2 separate regions of the Pan troglodytes genome follow, and region 2 is linked to region 1. Evidence: chromatin contacts called from public HiChIP or PLAC-seq data. All regions are on one chromosome and are shown on one strand. The core of a region is the stretch at or near the end of the contact, and the rest is flanking DNA. Distances in the headings are between cores, read along the strand shown.

Region 1 (3,609 bases), core at 92-2,591:
AAGGAGAAACCCCTCTCTTCTTAAAAGTCCCCCCACCCTTCAGCCTTCACATCAAGATTTTAAGTTTTAGGAGGATGACAAGCCCATCACCCTGCCTTTGGCATAAAGCTTTACACTTTCACACATACGTTTTCTTGTGTGATCCTCAAAATTTGGCTTCTCAATATTAAAAAAATAAAAATAAAAGGCCACTAACGTAAACAATTTCGGCAACCTCCCCACACCCCCATAAGCCCAGTCACTTTCAAATCTCAATTTTAAATCTCTCAAGGACAATGACTCACAGGGCAAGTGAAGGGGGAAGGGAGGGTCAACTGGTCAAAGCCCATTCATACATGCAACAACTAGAAACCACAGTATTGCCGCATCAGCACAAGATTTTAATTTACGGCGCATTGAGCCCCACCGTACCTTCCGCCAACACCTCGTCCACTGTGACCTGCTGTCGCCCGATGCCGAAGACTCTTCCGATGTAGCCACTGCCCAGGCCCGAGGTGCTGCCCCCTCCTCCGCTGGAGCCGGAGCCCAGGCCAGAGCCGCCCTGCTCTCGCCGGGAGTCGAAAAACTTCTTCATCTTGCGAATAGGGAGCAGCAAAGCAAAATACCGATGGTTTCTAGATTTTTTTTTTTTTTTTTTTTTTTTTAAAGAAAAGAGATCCAAGGATTTCTTCTCGGATTTCACCTCGGAGAGGAGCCACCCGAATCCGGCCGTGGGGGTGGGGGCTGAGGGAGGATGCCTATAGGAATATGCGTGTCAATCGCGCGGCGGGTCCCCTCCTCCTCCAGAAAGCGATTCGTGTAAGTTTAAACCTGTGATGACAGAGGAAGAAAGAGAGGATGAATCAGTAACACGCTTAAAAATTCAACCGCTGAGTCCTAGGGGGAGCAAAAGCCATCATCCTGGGGAAACGCTTCATGTATTTTCCCGGCGAGAAAAACCGTGGGGCTGAAAACGCGACCCCGGCCCCAGAACCCGGGACCCCCGAGCCGGGAGCTCGGAGAAAGGAGGGATCCGAGCTGCCCCGGCAGCGCCGACCCTCCCGGGCACTGCCTCCCGCTCCTCCCGGGTCTCCCCGCCGCCCCTCGAGGCGGCATCCTGGCAGCACCCACTTGAGACGGCTCGGCGGCCGGCGCCCTGCTACCAGCCCCGCGACATTGTCACGGCCGCCGGGCCGGCCTGCGACGCAGAGAAGAGGCGGCGCTGCAGCGAGAGCCGGGGCCGCGCTCGGCTCCCGCCCGCCCGCCAGCTGATCCCGGGAGCGCCGGGCGGAGACTGACCCGCCGCCCCTCCCCCGCGCGCGCTCCCGCCCGGCTCCATCCACCCAACCAGGAAGTGAACCGCCGCCGGAAGTGCCCCTCGGGGCGGCGCGGCGAGGGACCGGGGCCTCTCCTGTAACCGCCGTTCTGTCGCCACGGATGGGAAGGAGTCGACCGCGAGAAGAGGACTGGGGGAAGAGGGTCTCAGTGCAGACAGAGTTCTGGAAAAGACTGTTGATATCACCCGAGCCGCAGGGCAAGCTGGGAAAGGTAGCTCGGCCCAGTCCGGCTGCTGGACTACAAATCCCAGCATACTCCTGGAGGAGCGGGCGAGGCGGCAGCCGTGGCCTCCACGGCCTCGAAGGAGATTTGTGGGGTGGCGCGTATGTGGGGACTCGGCAATTTAAACACATCCCGTGAAGAAACTGCCAACGACTAAGTTCCCCCCCTGCTGTATGTTCCACCCTTCTGGAGCCATCTTATTTGCGGCCTGGCCTCCTGGCACAAGGGATTCTGGAGGTTGTGGTTTCCGAACGGATCGAGACTGACACCTGGAGGACGCGGCTTAACCGCTTAGCCCCTAGCGGGTCCTGTGGGTTTCCCGACGTCTCCTGGGCTGAAATGGAAGCGAGAAGTGATCGGGAACATTGTGCTGGCAGTTGGATCCGGCTGCACCGAGCTCCAGCCTTAAAATAAGTAAAACCGATGCCCTTCCGCCCCTAACCTCAAAAGCTGCTTTTGCGTCTAGATGTTATTGAGAGCCGGCTCTGCGGTCAGCTCTGAGCTAGGCGCTGTGAGAACGCTCAGTAAGACAGTGTCTCGTCTGGAAATGTACAGGCGAGATTCAAACCGAGAAACTGCCAAAGGTTGTGTGCAGGGCAGATCCTAGGATACCGGAGACCCAGCCCGTTGGCTTGACCTCAAAACTCGGGGGCTTTTCGGCCCATGCTGTCCCTTAATTCCTCCTCCTTTGCTGACGCTGTGGGTGCGCATCAAAGCCTAAACTTCACTAGCTCCCTTGCACACAAGAACACTAACCCTAACCTGACCAGTTATTTATTTTTCACTTCAAGATTCTTCCACTGATACTTATGTTTCCCTGATACCGTCCAAGTGCTGAGGGCGGGGATGGACTGTGTGATTTGCATCTACCAAATGCAGAAAATTTGGAAGGTCAGTTGGTACACTTTTCCGACCCTAGATTTCCTGATGGATGATGCTGAAGAGTGGCAAGTTCCTGCCAAAAACAAACAAACAAAAAAACTACCATGATTTATTAATATTATTTTTCTAACCCCTGAATATGGGTTATTGTTCATCTCTGCCCGCTTTCCCCACTCCCTAGTGCTTGTCTCAGAATTTTTTTTTTCAGCGGGTATTTGAGTAGAGAAGGGTGTCCCAGGGAAAAAAATGGTTCTTGCTTTCTCTAATCTGAATGTTGAGCTGAGCTGTGACTGGGCTAACAGTAGCGTTTGTTGTTGCTGCTGCTGCAGCTTGTTTCAAGTAGTGCCATTGTAATTAAACTCCGTGAAGAGATAGCATCTTTTCTTCCGGAGAGAGTCAGTGTTGTCACCTCAGTTCACGAATTCATGTAGCCATCTCCAGGATGAAATGCAGCCCCTATTCCCTCAAACTAAGCCCACGAAGGCATGTTCTCTGCACTTTCCTTAAAAGGCCAGATTTTTGTCTGAGGAAGTTTGAAACAGATCTTAAAATAGATGAGAAAGCTCATTTGGAATTAGACTCATTGACCCCCATTTCTCTCAGCACTTATTTGTCTTGACTGACTTTTTTAAAGAAGCTGTGCTAGGTCCTAAAATCAATCTGATGCTATCTCAGTTTTTACCTTTCTAGACTTCTCTGGTACCAGACTAGTCCAGGCTTACACAAATCTCAAGTCTTACTTCAGTGATACAAAAACTCCCAATATGCTTAAGGTAGCTAACATGCATTTATTTAACACCCACGTGAATGCTCTGATCAGAAGCTGAGGGAAGAGGTTTAAAAAACAAAAAACATGACTAGATTCCTTGCCCTCCATTCCCTCACAGACTAATAGCAATTATAATGACAAATCCACAGTTTTTCTTGCTTTACATATATTAAGTATATAATGCTCACAACCACCCTATGAAGTAAAGTACCATTATTATACTCATTTTATAGGTGGGTAAGTAAAGCAAAGAGATTAGTGACTTGCCCAAAGTCACACAGTAAATAGCAAAGCCAGGATTCAAACCCAAACATTTTAGTTTCAAAGCCCAGTTCTTACCTGGCTATACTAAACTGTCTACTTAGAGAGAGCAAACATTAACTGATTAAAAGACTCGTGAATAGTTAGAAACTCACACA
Region 2 (3,374 bases), core at 141-2,640, 210 kb before region 1:
CAAGAGGGCAAACTCTCCGTAGGCCATTTTCTCCAGACGTAAAATTAAGGTACACCTACATAAATGTCCTCTTAGCAATGTTCACAGAAGTCTTTGAAAGGTGAAACTCAAAGATACGTCTCAGGGAAGCGGGAAAAACAAGGGAACAGAGTGGGCTTAATGGTGGTGGGTGCAGGGAATCTAGGGGTCCGGGTTCTCGTCGGAATTCCATCACTTAGAAACTGTGTAACCTTGGACATGTCACCTCCTCTTTCAGGGCCTTACTGGGAAAATGAGGAAACGAGACAAGGTATTTTCTTCCCTTCTGTGTGACATTCTGATTCTGTGTTTAGAAGAGGAGGGAATGCACCCGGTAGAGGGCCTGGGGGCGGGAGAGGCACACGATTTTAAAACAGCTCCTCCGTTCTGGCTCTACAGCCAGTCCCTACAAGCTTCCGTACCGCAGAGACTCAAGAACTGGGTCTCTGAGCCTGAGAGGAAGCTCCAGAGAGTCCGCCCGGATTAGGCCACAGAAGCGCCGAGTTCCCGCACAGACAGCCTCAGGGCTCACCCCCAACTACGGCGACAGGGAGGGCCCGCCGGCTCCATCAGATGCACTACCCACCCGCCTCGAGAAAGGGTCTGCAAGGCGGCGACCGCTCCGCTGGCTAAGCCCAGCGGCACACCTATTCGGAGCTCCAGGCTCGTCACCTACCGCCTGCGCAGCCCGGCGGCAACAGCCGCAGCTCCCCAGCCCCGCCTGGCCGTCGCCGCCATCTTAGCCGCAGTGCCTAAGGGTCTCCCTGACAGAACCACGAAAGATCTGCGCAGCCGCAGGCTGGCCGGTAGCTGGGCGGGCACTGGGAAGAGCCCACCCTACCGGCTGCGGGCGGTCCTGCTGCGGATAAGTGCGGTGGCCTACGCGCCGAGGTTTGCAGGCTACTGCGTCACCCTGACCAAGAGAGGCCGGGGACCCTTTCCCGTTTGCGCCGACGCTTGGTTAATTCACGCAGCACTGTGAACGCATGCGTGTTTCCGTACTTTGTTTTCCCTGTTGGCTAGGTTTTTAGCTGGTGCTGGTGCTGCCTTGCGAATGCTGTTTCCAGCCCGTAAACCTGACCCATTCCCTCCTCTAGGACCCTACTCAGCCTCCAGGCCCAGCTCAGTGACTGCCCCCAAAGACTCCCTGGAGCATTCCTTCTAAAAGGTTCTCGCATTTCTCCTGCCCTTTTCCCATGGGTCTGATGTGGAACTGTGTCTAACCCTTCTTCATAGCTGTGCTTGTCAGCTGCCACTTGGTCATCTTGGACCAACCCGCACAGAGGATGTATCTGGTACAGTGCTGCCCTTCTCCGATTAACATGAGACTTGACTAGTTTCCAGGGCAGAGTGCCAAAGCCCATTACCTATTCTTCCAGAACCTTCCTGGAGTATTCCGTTTTCTCTAGGACAACGGTTCTCAAAGTGCGGACTAGGGGCCAAAAAAAGCAGGAGAACACGTTAGAAATGCACGTTAGAACATGTTAGAAATCCTGGGCCCCACTTTGTACTTACTGAGGCACAATCTCTATAGGTGGGGACTAGAAATCTTTTCGTTACTTGCTTTTTTTTTTTTTTTCTTTTTCCAGAGACAGGGTCTATCTCTGTTGCCCAGGCTGGAGAGCAGGAGTGCGATCATAGCTCACCAAAACCAACTCCTGGGCTCAAGTGATTCATCCTCCAGCCTCAGCCTCCCAAAGCACTGGGATTACAGGTGTGAGCCACGGTGCCTGGCTTTTAGTAGCAGTAGTAGTAGTAGTATTTTTGTAGAGAAGAGGTCTCCCTGTGTTGCCTGGGCTGCTCTTGAACTCTGCTGGCCTCAAGTGATCCCTCTCACCTGGGCCTCCAAAAGCTCTTAGGTTACCTCACCCTGCCTAGTAGTGTTTTAACAAACCCTTCCCAGGATTCTGATGCCAGCTAAAATTTGAGAATCACTGTTCTGGAAGACAGAGGACTGGTTTCCAGAATGGAAACAGCACACCTGTTGTTGAACAGGTTGAGGCCACACCCAAGACAACCCTAGTAATTTCTATGGCCCACAGACACATCTAAGAGGGTGGGTGGGTTTCAGGCCTGCAGCTCGCCCAGGCCCGCACACTGAGTGGGCTGTGCCTCCTACCAGTTTGGTTCATTCCCAATGCTGTGTACTTGCTTTTAACTACTAGTGGTCTTCCCCTATCCAACCCCCCACCCACCCCCACACACACACCCATTCTAGACCACAAGGCAGTCCAAGGCTCTGTTTTTGACCCTCAATCAAAAATAAAATGTGGCTCTTCCACCTTGGAACAATCATTCTTCTCAGACTTCAATTTTTCCCTCTCTGATGGATTCCTTATAAGAAAAATCCTGCCTTGCCCCAAATCCTCTTCCACACTCTTTTCTTCCCTTCAGAACCAAGTGGCTTTAAAAAGTTGTCTGCACTCTTAGTCTCTAGTTTTTCACTTCCCACTCCTCAAACCCCTGAAACAAGGCTTCTGTGTCCCACCATTCCTAGGGCCTGCTCTAGTCAAACCACCCACAGCCTCTGTGCTACTGTGTCCGGAATTGGTGGGTTTTTGGTCTCGCTAACTTCAAGAATGAAGCCATGGACCCTCGTGGTGAGTGTTACAGTTCTTAAAGATGGTGTGTCCAGAGTCTGTTCCTTCATATGTTCAGATGTGTCCGGAGTTTGTTTCTTCTGGTGGGTTCGTGGTCTCGCTGACTTCAGGAGTGAAGCTGCAGACCTTTGTGATGGGTGTTACAGTTCATAAAGACAGCACGGGCCCAAAGAGTGAGCAGCATCAAGATTTATTACAAAGAGCAAAAGAACAAAGCTTTCACAACATGGAAGGGGACACAAGCAGGTTGCCATTGCTGCTTCAGGCACCCTGCTTTTATTCCCTTATCTGACCCCACCCACATCCTGCTGATTGGCCCATTTTACAGAGAGCTGATTGGTCCATTTTACAGAGTACTGATTGGTTCGTTTTACAGAGAGCTGATTGGTCCATTTTACAGAGTACTGATTGGTTCGTTTTACAGAGAGCTGATTGGTCCGTTTTGACAGGGTGCTGATTGGTGCGTTTACAATCCCTGAGCTAGACATAGAGTGCTGATTGGTGTATTTACAATCCTCTAGCTAGAGTAAAAGTTCTCCAAGTCCCCACTAGGTTAGCTAGACACAGAGCACTAATTGGTGCATTTACAAACCTTGAGCTAGACACAGGGTGCTGATTGGTGTATTTACAATCCTTTAGCTAGACATAAAAGTTCTCCAAGTTCCCACCAGATTAGCTAGATACAGAGTGCTGATTGGTGCATCCATAAACCCCGAGCTAGACACAGAGTGCTGATTGATACATATACAATCCTCT

Evidence for each region. HiChIP or PLAC-seq counts read pairs in DNA pulled down with a chosen protein or histone mark.
Region 2: an H3K4me3 HiChIP or PLAC-seq map of stem cell-derived excitatory neurons shows a contact between it and region 1, with 5 times the contacts expected there. The contact joins the promoter of NFU1 here to the promoter of ANXA4 in region 1. A contact is called at or near these places in 1 of 7 Hi-C or Micro-C datasets (stem cell-derived neural progenitor cells) and 1 of 1 datasets of contacts at active chromatin or transcription factors (stem cell-derived excitatory neurons).

Annotation. Positions count from the first base shown.
Region 1 is chr12:53,095,436-53,099,044 of NHGRI_mPanTro3-v2.0_pri, reverse strand. ANXA4 (annexin A4) reads left to right here and starts at 1,341. Exons shown (of 16, transcript XM_016948681.4): 1 at 1,341-2,430. AAK1 (AP2 associated kinase 1) reads right to left here and starts at 1,293. Exons shown (of 17, transcript XM_054678473.2): 1 at 1,111-1,293; 2 at 412-810. The coding sequence starts at 574.
Region 2 is chr12:53,301,591-53,304,964 of NHGRI_mPanTro3-v2.0_pri, reverse strand. NFU1 (NFU1 iron-sulfur cluster scaffold) reads right to left here and starts at 1,390. Exons shown (of 8, transcript XM_054678482.1): 1 at 1,243-1,390. The coding sequence starts at 1,382. It overlaps LOC107973507 (a long non-coding RNA gene), which reads left to right and starts at 2,540. Exons shown (of 7, transcript XR_010149415.1): 1 at 2,540-2,618.